Linked DNA regions of Ovis aries: region 1 is linked to region 2. A link is a contact called in public Hi-C data. All regions are on one chromosome and are shown on one strand. The core of a region is the stretch at or near the end of the contact, and the rest is flanking DNA. Distances in the headings are between cores, read along the strand shown.

The links. A called contact is a pair of places that touch in the nucleus more often than the background predicts.
Region 1: a Hi-C map of tail adipose tissue shows a contact between it and region 2, with 10 times the contacts expected there. The contact joins the promoter of ADIPOQ here to the enhancer-like site in region 2. A contact is called at or near these places in 15 of 16 Hi-C or Micro-C datasets (blood, hypothalamus, liver and 7 more).

The regions. Positions count from the first base shown.
Region 1 is chr1:201,198,427-201,203,976 of ARS-UI_Ramb_v3.0, reverse strand. It overlaps ADIPOQ (adiponectin, C1Q and collagen domain containing), which reads left to right and starts at 1,707. Exons shown (of 3, transcript NM_001308565.1): 1 at 1,707-1,766.
Region 2 is chr1:200,905,930-200,911,405 of ARS-UI_Ramb_v3.0, reverse strand. No RefSeq gene overlaps it. Among named protein-coding and RNA genes, the nearest start is that of RTP1, 28 kb to the right of the region's middle. Within about 2 kb of position 2,940, at least 3 of the 54 cell types and tissues checked have an H3K27ac peak or open chromatin away from gene starts, as enhancers often do.

The sequences.
Region 1 (5,550 bases), core at 458-2,957, 290 kb before region 2:
CTGCAGTTTTTCTATGTTTTCTCCTCAGTCCTGCTTCTCTAGTAAACTAGAACCTCATTTTCATAAGCCTCTTACCTAAGCCAGTAGGCCTTTGGGGAGAGACACTCATGACTCTAATCTCAAAGGCCTGATGTGACTCCTCTCGAAATATTTGCATATTAGCAGGAGGCTAGGCTTTAGATCAGGGCTTCCTTGGTGGTTCAGCAGGTAAAGAATCTGCCTGCCAATGCAGGAGACCTGGGTTCGATCCTTGGGTCAGGAAGATCCTCTGGAGGAGGACATGGCAACCCACTCCAGTATTCTTGCCTGGAGAATTCCACAGACAGAGGAGCCTGGTGGGCTATAGTCCATGGGGTTTCAAAGAATTGGACGTGACTGAAGTGCCTGAGCACAGCACAGCACAAGACTTAGATCAGACTTTCACTTTACTTTGCTGGGGGCTTTTAGGCTCTATGTGGTCAGCAGAGGTGGTATTTAGGGGCAGGCAAATACTTGCCCACCCTCTGCCTGAGGACTGAATGTCTGCAGAAATTATTGCTGGAATCCTGAGCCCTTGCTGGGGTCATAATTTAATGTATCAGAATTTGTAGCTTGCAGGAAGTGGCGCTGATCCTGTCCTTCAAAAACAGAATGTGGCTTTGCCAAGACAGAGTTTGAGGTGATGAACACTGACACTTTAAGCCCTCTAGGAATACCTGTGTGCCTTAGCACCACTCCAGGCTGCTCCCAACCCAGGGGAGGGTTCCCCAGTAGGTGGGGTACAGGCTTAGGCGCTGGCAAAATGGGGACTCACACACATGTGAAAAGTTAGTTTTCAAAAGCTTACCCAGAATTTTGGAGCCAGAAAATCCATGAAAGATGCTAATCTCCCCTGTATGTGCTAAACTGCTTCAGTCGTGTCGTACTCTTCACGACCCTATGAACTGTAGCCCACAAGGCTCTTCTGTCTGTGGGATTCTACTGGCAAGAATAACGGGGTGAATTGCCATGCCCTCCTCCGGGAGATCTTCCTGACCCAGGGACTGAGCCCACGTCTCTTGTGTCTTCTGTATTGGCATAAAGTGGTTCTTTACCACTTGCACCACCTGAGAAGCCCAATCTCTCCTAGTTAGTATATATTTTCTAATATATTGAATTTGAATCACATACAGGTGGGAGCTTCAAAATCATTTGAAATCCAGGGCCTTTAATAATCGTAATCTGGCTCTGCTTCACACCACCCCAGAAATGTTCCCTCACCTCAGTCCTCAAAATTAACATGCAAAATCTTTCCCCAGTCTGGGGTTCAGTCCAGAGAGGAAAGGATGTATTGTATTTCTTGCTATACTGTGGTTCCCTGTCATGTAGAGTGAGTGGGAGCTGATGGTGGTAACTTGTGCCCCAGATCACCAGGCAATTCATTTTACATAAAGAAAGACTTTGTTTTCCTGCTTCTGATCTTGACCCTTGGTCCCATCTTCTGTTGCTGTTGTAAGAGGCAAAAATAAAGGCCAAAGCCTGGAGACATAAGTGTGATGCCTGCAGCTCTACTTGGCATCCTAAGCCCGAATTGGGTTGCACCAGGTTCCCTCGGGTGGCAACCCAAGGGAGCTGCCAGGGGCTGTGTCTACCCATTGGTCTCTGGTTCTCACTGTGCTGGCCAATGGGAAGGGACAGTGGTGAGGCGGGGTCTGCTTACCCCCATGAGTACCGGGCCACTGAGGCCAGGCCATCGCCTCTTACTTCCACACTGACCGAAGTCTGTGGCTCTGATTCCACACCTGAGGGTAAGGATGACTGATTCAATTTCTAGGCTGGAGGTGAAGGCTCCTTACCATGGAGCCTTTGGCTGGGCTGTGCCCAGGCTACCCTGGTAGCAGGGTGGGGAGAGATACAGGCAAAACCCTGGTCAGGCCAGCACTGGTGGAGGCTGACAAGCCTTGGGCTTCTGCCTCGATTTTCCTAGAGCTCCAAGAGAAAAGGGACTGTTGCTTCTGGTCAAAATGTCGGGGACCATCCTGAATTTTGTCCAGTTCACTCTGTGGTAAAGGAGCTTAACCAAAGAAAAGGTTGGGGTCAGTGAAGTGGGGGGGATGGTCCAGCAATAAAGTTCAATTATATGAGAGGAGAAGATGATACATCACTTCTCAGCTGACCAAGTAGGGCAGAGAAAGAAGCACATGAAGAAGCAGCTTGGGGAATGCCTGAGCTCTGACCTCAGACTGAGTTTGGAGCCCAACTCTGCCACTGGAGTCTGCTCAGCAGTATTTATTGAGCAGATTTTACAGGCCAGACCCTGGGTGCGGTTTGTGAGATACAAAGATGGATGAGACACGATCATTATCTGTAGATTTTGGGGGATGTCTGTAAACACATGGCTATCTACACCATTGTGGGGATATCTCACAGGATGATGGAGAAGTTCAAAAGAGGTAAGGTGAGCAAGCAGCCTGGCATCTACTGGGAACTTATGAAAAATCTTTTTTGTAGCAGACACCTCCTGACAGAAGCCACGATCTGTCCGGCCTTTGCCAAGCCCAATCCCGCCTGCCCTGGGGAGTGCTGCGCTTGAGGCATCCTGGCTGTTTCCGGCCATTGATGCAGAGGCTGGAGTGGAAGGGATTTTAGAGGTCAGGCTGGCCTGCGTGTCTGAGGATGCAGGTCCCTGGTCTGGGGAGACTCTGGTGTTCAGATCAAGCCTCAGGAGGGGTGCAACCATCTCACTGCTGGGGATTCCTGTTCTTAGGGGGTAAGGTCAGCTCCTCCCGACAAGGCTGGGACAGGGGGGACTTGATGCTAGCAGAATATGTCCAAAGGAGCATGAGGGTGTCAGCTTTGTTGTTGAAGGTGAGCGGTGGGAAGGGAGCCTGAAGCGTAATTGGCTGTTCCTGTTGCCTCCCTCCCTTCATTCTTGAGGATTTGTAAGGAGGGCCGGAGGACTGGCTTCTTGTGCTTTCTAAGGTGGCTGTGGGGACAGACTTCCTTCTTACTCCCTGTCGACCTGGGGGGCCAGGGACTGCAGACCCTTGGCTGAGGTTGGGAGGTAAAAGATTTGGAGACTAGAATGTTTAATTAGGCATTCCTTCATGTGGAGAGACTGGTCCCAAACTGTGTGTGTGTGAAAGAGAGAGAGAGATGAGCGTGTATGTGTGTATGAGTGTGTGTGTGTTGAGGCAGGGGCGGGCATGAGGATGCTGAGTGACAGCTTTCAGGTCATCCTCCTGGGTGCCAGGCAGAGCCTAGCTGATTTTTGGCTCTGCCATTTATCATTAGATTGTGCCAGGTAAAATTGCCAATATTCTACCATTTTTTAACCTTTAAAGACAGCAATCTCATTTCATTCAGCCCAAGAGTTGCATGCTCTTAAGCCAGCATCTTGGTCTCTTCAACCTCTGATTCCTCTGTATAGTGGAGTCAAAAACAGTGCTAATGAGGAAGATTAAATGAAATATAGTTTAAAACTGGCTTATGCAATTTATACTGCAAAGTACTCTTGCCAACTTCAAAGTGTTCTCATGTTCCTTATCTTACATGAACTCATTTAGAAGATTGAGAAACTGAGTCTGAGAAGCCTTTTTTGAGGCAGTCGTAATGTGATGGCATCTCTCAGGGATCTTCTCCTTAATCTCTCGGTTTCCGCATCTCTGAAGTTGGGAATACTTTCCTTGCTTCATGGAGTTAAGATTGAAACAAATAACAAATGGCATAGTGATGGGAGGTGTTACTGTGGGAGCTGGTTTCTATGAAAGTGAAAGAAAGTGAAGTCGCTCAGTCATGTCCAACTCTCTGCAACCCCATGGGCTGTAGCCTACCACGCTCCTCCGTCCATGGGATTTTCCAGGCAAGAATACTGGAGTGGGTTGCCATTTCCTTCTCCAGAGGATCTTCCTGACCCAGGGATTGAACCTGGGTCTCCCACATTGTAGGCAGACACTTTACTGTCTGAGCCACCAGGGAAATCCTTTGAGGATCTAACAATCTAAGGGGGATCTTCCTCCCCCTTAGCCTCCCATTTATACAAGCAGGGCAGGGGTGAGATGGTTTCTGGGGTCCCTTTCAGTTTTGTTGGATTCTGCGATCTGTGCTTTAACGCCCTTTCCTGTTGGAGTTGGCGTTGGCTTTGGTGACCTCTCTCCCCCATCTTACTCTGTCTCCTACCAGTCCCAGAGGAGACTCCTTGCATTTCACAAGATTCTGCTGCTGTTGCTGAAATTCCAGCAGGTCAAAGTGGAATTTCTCTTACTATTAAATGAAAATGAGGGACTGTAATATGGACCTTTAGGATTCAGAGAGCATCATGGCCCACCCCCTTGTATAATTTTTGAAAGCAAGCTTATCCATACCTGTATACAGTGCGCCATGAAAGCTAGTGCAGTAGGAAGAACCCAGGCTTTGGATTTCAACATGCACCTCTCCACACTTCCATTGGGTTGGCAAAAAGTTCATTTAGATTTATGGAAAAACTCCAATGAAATTTTTGGCCAATACTTCTTATCCTCGAGCAGAAGTTGCTAAACTTCTCTGGTCCTCAGCTTTCTCTTGGAACTGAGTCCTGACTCCCTGGAGTAGTCGTGAGGGTGAAATGAGATTAAAGGGGAGTGGATGTACAAAGGGTGGTCCACAGCAAGTGCTCCATAAATATTTGCTTGCATCTCTTTACTTATATCCCTGGAGGAGGGTATGGTAACCCACTCCAGTATTCTTGTCTGGAGAATCCCATGGACAGAGGAGCATTGTGGGCTACAGTCCATAGGTGGCAAAGAGTTGGACACGACTACTTATTTGTGTGGAACACTTTATAATTTTATAAAATAGTTATTCATACTTTAAGTGAATCTGTTCTCACAACAGTATTGTGAAATAGTCTATTAATAGGTAAGGATAAACTCATTAATAAACCAGCTTTGCTTGCAAAGAACATGAAATCTGGGAGGTGGGTTGAGAAGGTAAGTCACCCGGTGAGTTAATGATGGAGCTCAGATTAGAAGTCAGGTCACTGGATCATGACCTGGGGTTTCTTCACACTATTGTCTCTTCTATCCCCCATCCAATGGAGTGGAATACTAGCAGGCAAATGTGTGACCTTGGTGCTGTTTTCCTTCTTTGGACTATGCCTAAGTGTCCAGCATTATGCTTCAGAAGATCACAGTTTGATTTCCAGCTCAGCTGTTCAACATCTCTGGGATCTTGAACAAGTCACTTAACTTCCTGGAAACACTTTTATCATCTCTAGAATGGGTATAGTCATTGATAACATTTATTGAGCACTGACATGTGCCAGGCACTGTTCTATATACTTTATGTGGATTTTACCTTTTATTTTATTCTTTTCTTAGGTTAAATTTTTTTTCTTCATTTTGCCAAACATATGCCTGAAACATGTTACAAGGAAGAACAACTTATTTTCACCCAAGCACTGAGGTCAGAGAACATGTGCTCTCTATTTTACCTCATCCTGTCTCTCAAAATGGTTGTGAAAATTAAGTGAGATATTAAGTGAGGTGAGGACTTTAGAAGTGGCATTCTACAAAGACAAAGAATTATAAGTGGTATTAAGATTAGCTTCATGAC
Region 2 (5,476 bases), core at 1,691-4,190:
CCCATGTGTCTTTCAACAACTATAACAACATCATTATATAGATCTTACTCCTCAAGGGCAAAGAGCTCCCCAAATCAGTTTCACCAGGCCAGCTTGCTCAAATTACACCTGGGGGCTGAGGAGACCACACCTTTCAGCTGCAAAGAGCTCTGTGAGGGAGAGGCCTTTATTACCAGCACAAAGCTCAGTGCTAACTCTTTTGAGGTTTGAGTTACCAGGTCTGAAAAGAATTTGCCATCAATAGATCTGCCAGATATAGTGGGGAGGTGCCCAGGTGCCTAAACGCATGTTTTTCAAAAAGGTATCTTTTACAATGTTATTAACTCAGATACCAAGTCTTACTCTGAAAGCAGGCTGGGGAAATTCACTTCAACAGGCGTTTTATTCACCTGATGTTTATTGAGTACCATACATTGTTCTAGGTATTAGAATCCAAAACTAAACCAATACAGTAAACAAATAGGCACATAACTTTGTAAGTTATTTTTTATCACAAGTTAGTGATAAGTATTAAAAAGAAAGCAAATTAATGGTAACGAAATAGAGAATAACCAGCTGGTTCTTGAAGTGCCACTCAGAGAAGGTGACATGCAGAAAGGTGAATGGTGTAACAGAGCAAGCCACGTGAGGGCCCAGGGGAAGAGCACAGGTGAAGGGAACTACAAAGGCAAAAGCACTGAGGAGGAAAAGAACTAATTATGCTTGCAGAATACTGAGAAGGTTAGTTTGATGAAAGCAGAGGAGGGAGGCTGAGATTAGCAGGAGATGAGGTGGAGAGATAGGTAGAACATTGCAGGTACGGTAAGAAAATTGGATTTTACTCTGAGAGTGATGGAAATCCACTGGAGAGTTGAAGTGGGGAGTGATGTGGTTTAATTTATGCTTTGAAATTACCCCTCTGGCTCCTGGGTAGAAAATTGATTAGGAGGGTACAAAAGTGTAAACAGGGCGATAAAAGAGAAAACTGTTGCGAAAAATCCTAGCCAAAAATGAGATAACTCTGGACTAGGTGAAATGGTGGAGGTTGTGAGAAGTGGTCATATGAAGGGTGTATCTTGGAGACTGAACCCACAGGACATGCTGATGAACTGGTTGTGTCGAAAGAGGAAAATAGGAGTTCAGGATGATTTCTGATTTGGGCTTAGCAGGTAGTAGAGGGGTGGAGATCAGAGTGGTCAGGAGAAGAGACGCATCTCAAGTTCTAGTGGGAGTGCATTAACCTTGAGATACTTATTATGTTGTAGCCACCTGTTCCGGGAAACAAACTCACTCAGAAGGACAATGCAGATAGTGGAATGCAGTTTATTACACTGGCGGGCCCAAAACAGAATCTCCTCTTAGCTAAGGACCCCGACCAGTTTTTGTGAAAATCTTATATACCCTAAGTGTATAAGGTTCCCTGAAACTCGTCTGAACAAAGGAAAAAGAAAGATACAATCAAAGTTAAACCATGATCATATGCTTTAAGCCTAGATAGTTAACACTGGACAATTATCAATAGGCCTCTGGTCATACCCCAATAAGCATAATAGAATGTATGATTCTATTCGGTTACACAGATACTTAGGGTATTCTTTTAGGCGAGGGAGAGCCCTGGGGCTCTTCCTTCCGGGGGCCTGGTTTTCCAGTTGGTATGTCGTTTCCATAGGTACTGGGCATATAGCTCAAAGTCCACAGTCTGGCCCAAGAAGGAGTCCTGCTTTCAAGACAGAGCCTGTTCTGTTTCCTCCTTCAATTACACATCCAAGGGGACATGTCCAGGAGATGGGTGGCACATAAGTCTTGGATAGAGACGGGGACTAGAGGCATACATGTGGGAACCGTTGTGGGGCTGAATGAGATTACTAAGGAGTGAGAGGAGAAGAAAACATGGCTGAGGACTAAACTCTGGGACACTGAACATTCAGACAGCTGGAAGAAAGGTGGGGCCAGTAAAGGAAACTGCGCAGGAATGGGCAGCGAGGAAGAAGGAAAAGCAAGAGCGTTTAGTATCCCAGAAGCCAATTTCTAACAGTGGTTAAAAAAAGGAAAGCATAAACTGCCCTCCCCTTCACCCCTAAAAATGCTATTGAAAGGTCAAGTAAAATGAGAATTGAGAATTGACAACTGATTTTCTGGGAGGAAGTCACTGGTGACTGTGGTAAAGAATGACCTTAGTAGGGCTGATGGATGCTTAGTAGGAAGCTTGATTGGAAAGAATTAAGACTAGAGGGAGAGATGAGACATTGTGTGAAGACATTCAAGAAGTTTTTAAGAAATTCAATCCATGCTCATAAGAAGTTGAGTTTATAAAGATTAACGAACATTTCAGAAGGCTTCTGTGTCTTGTGAATTTATATGTTACACTACAGGTCAGCAAAGAAAAAAAGCTAAAAAAAAAAGCTTTCATGGTTTGCTGACAGGAAAACAACGGAAACATTTTGAAGAAATCCCTTTTGCATTTAAGTGGTGTAAAAGTGGAGTAGAAACACAAAGTCTCCCTAGATTAGGCATTAGCAGAAGACAGCTAGATATGTGACTTCACCATGGTGATGGTGTGGATCAAGAGGGCGTACCAATCAGTGGCTGAGATTTTGTACATGATCTCCTTTAAAACAACACAAATTTAATAACCTTATATATTTGTTTCCTCTTACTTTTTCATTCTTAGTTTCTCTTTAACTGCCTATTTCTAACCTATTTAATGTAACTTTTTTTTTTACAGTTTAACTGTTGAATTCTTTATTTTTAAAAGCTGCTCTAACTTTTTTTTTATCAGGGAAGTCATCATTTTTTAGCAGACCCATGTAGTTACTGATGTGTTTGTAATTCTGGAAAGTAAGGTGAGAGGAAGGCATAACAACCCCCCCTACTGGCAGCACCACTGAACTACAAATCTCAGCCCTAGGAGTAAATAGCCTGGAGAATTCTGGTCTTGCAGCCAGAGAATACAAAGGCCCATAGTATTGGGGTTGACTCTGGAACAAAGGTTGGAGATAAAAGGGAAAGACTTGACTGTGGCCTAACCAACTGTGAAGACTGTTGTATGTATTGTATAAGAATCTGCCTGTAATGCAGGAGACATGGGTTCAATTCCTGGATCAGGAAGATGCTCTGGAGAAGGAAATGGCTATCCACTCTAGTATTCTTGCCTGGAGCATTCCATGGACAGAGAAGCCTGGCGGGACTGTAGTCCATGGGGTCACAAAGAGTCGACATGACTGAGCCACTATTATGTTGTGTATATGTATATTAGCATCCCTCCATTCCCTTTTTGACTGCAGTCACGCTGTTCAAGCCGGGTTGACATCTCTTACCTTTCATAGCTCCAGTGTGGGCCATGACTGGGCCAGACCAGTGATGCAATTTCAGCCCCTGTGCACAGTGGTTGGACCAATAAGTGATTGCCTTGGCTGGTCTAATCAAAGGTGAGGGGCAGGATACCATTATTTCAAGATTAGGAGAAATAAGCTTTTCTTCTTCCACTGGACGTGAAAAGAGAAAACATATATTGTCTGGCTCATGTTGACAGCCATCTTGCAACTACCAGGGAAGCCAGACTTAGTTTAAGTTCCTGTCTCAAAAAGTTAGAACAGAAAGATGAAAGGTGGAAACAGAATTAAATGGATTTCAATGATTCTGTTGAGCCACTTGGTCAAGGCTTCTTGGAACTCAACCTGTCCCTGATAGGTTGACTTTTAAGCAGATTCCTTTAATTGTTTATACTATTTGACTTAGAATTTCTTTTACTTGAAGTAATATAGAAGCCTCTATAAATCTACTGCCCAAACTTTCCCTGCCCCCAAAAGGGCGAAAGATTGATCCTAGAAGCAGAGGCAGGACTGAATGTCCAGTTGGTGAGTGACGGGGCCCAGCTACAGGACAGATTGCAAGTTGCTGAGCAAGACACTAAACAGCTAAAGAGCAGAGGGGCCATGTCTGGAAACCATGAAAGAGGGAGTCCTCGGTGTATGGAGGGGGCAGGAAGGAGTTCTCGGAAAGCCTGACTGGCACCAGAGAAGACTTGGCTGTAGTCTTTGGAAAGCAGACAAATGGAGGTTGCCTAGGCTTCCCTCTCCGTCCTCCAGAGCCCCCAGCCCACTACAGAGACTAGGAAAACTCTGAGTCAGTATTATGGGGGCAGATATATCCAAGCTCCAACACATCAACTCCATCCTGTCCATCCTAGCAGAATGCCAAAGACAGGTGAACTCAAGAATTGATAGGCGGAAAAGGTGGACGAGGGAGGTGACATCACTGGGTCACCTTAGGGAGGGGGAGTAACCCTGTGATACTCTTCAACCCTCATTGCTACCGCCTCAGGAAGCATCCTTGATCCTGGCTCACAGGGAATGCCGCCGAGGCTTTTTTGTAATGTGGAACTTGGCAAAACAGGAGATGCCCTTCAACTCTTCTTCTGCCTTGCACAGTATTTCTCACCCTGTCTTCATTCTGCTCCAAGCCCTCTCCTTCCAGAATCACTGTGATTTTGCACAAACAGAGATGTTCTCAGGGTTAGGTGATCTAGGCTTTGAATCCCAGTTCTGCCCTGTACAGGGTCTGTGACCTTGGTTAGTCACTTGCCCTCTCAGGATGCCAACGTCTTCATTGAAAGAAAAACTCAGGGCGGGGTGAGGGGGAGAAGAGCACAATCAAAGGCACGTTGTGGGCTTGCATATTCCGGAAGTGAAGAGTTTGGATCTGACTGACCTGCCCAGCTTTTCCTGGAAACATCATCAGTAATACTGAAGTAAATACATCTTTGCTTCCAAATTACTGTCGTGTTTCTGAGTGACATGAATGTTTTCTCTGTGCAAAGTCTTTGTGTACACAGCGTGCTTCTCCAGATTAGTGTTCATCATGACTTTTTATCATATTTCTGTTTCAGCCATCCTGAAAGATAATTGTTTCTTTCCGCTGTCACTCAGCGACCTTAATAACTGTTATACATACCACACAGTCTCTAATTTAGATCAAACTATGGGAAGATCCCGTGGAGAAGGAAATCCACTCCAGTACTCTTGCCTGGAAAATTCCATGGACTGAGGAGCCTGATAGGCTACAGTCCATGGGGTCACAAAGAGTCACACATGACTGAGGGACTTCACATTCACATTCATTTCAAATACAGCATTCAAGTTTGGTGAAAATTTGTCCACTTAGATTTGAATTTTGTAGTATCTCTTAAGAGACAGAACGTTAATTGCAATTTTAAAGATAGAAAATATGGCTGGACACGTTATTCCAGGTAAAAGAGCATGTTTAGAATGTTTCAAACAGGGCTCAGTTTGGAAACCATTGAAAAATCAATAGCTTGGAGCCCTTGAGGAGGCTTCTTATAACCCAGTTCTTATTTTTTCACTCCAAGAGTGTTACTGATACAAAGGGCTAACTCCCACCTCCATAGAGATTTCCCAAAGAGGAAGAGCAGAGAGCCATCCTCAGTCCAGAACGTTTTAGAGAAAACAGAGTGTGAGTGGGTGATAATGTCTTCACT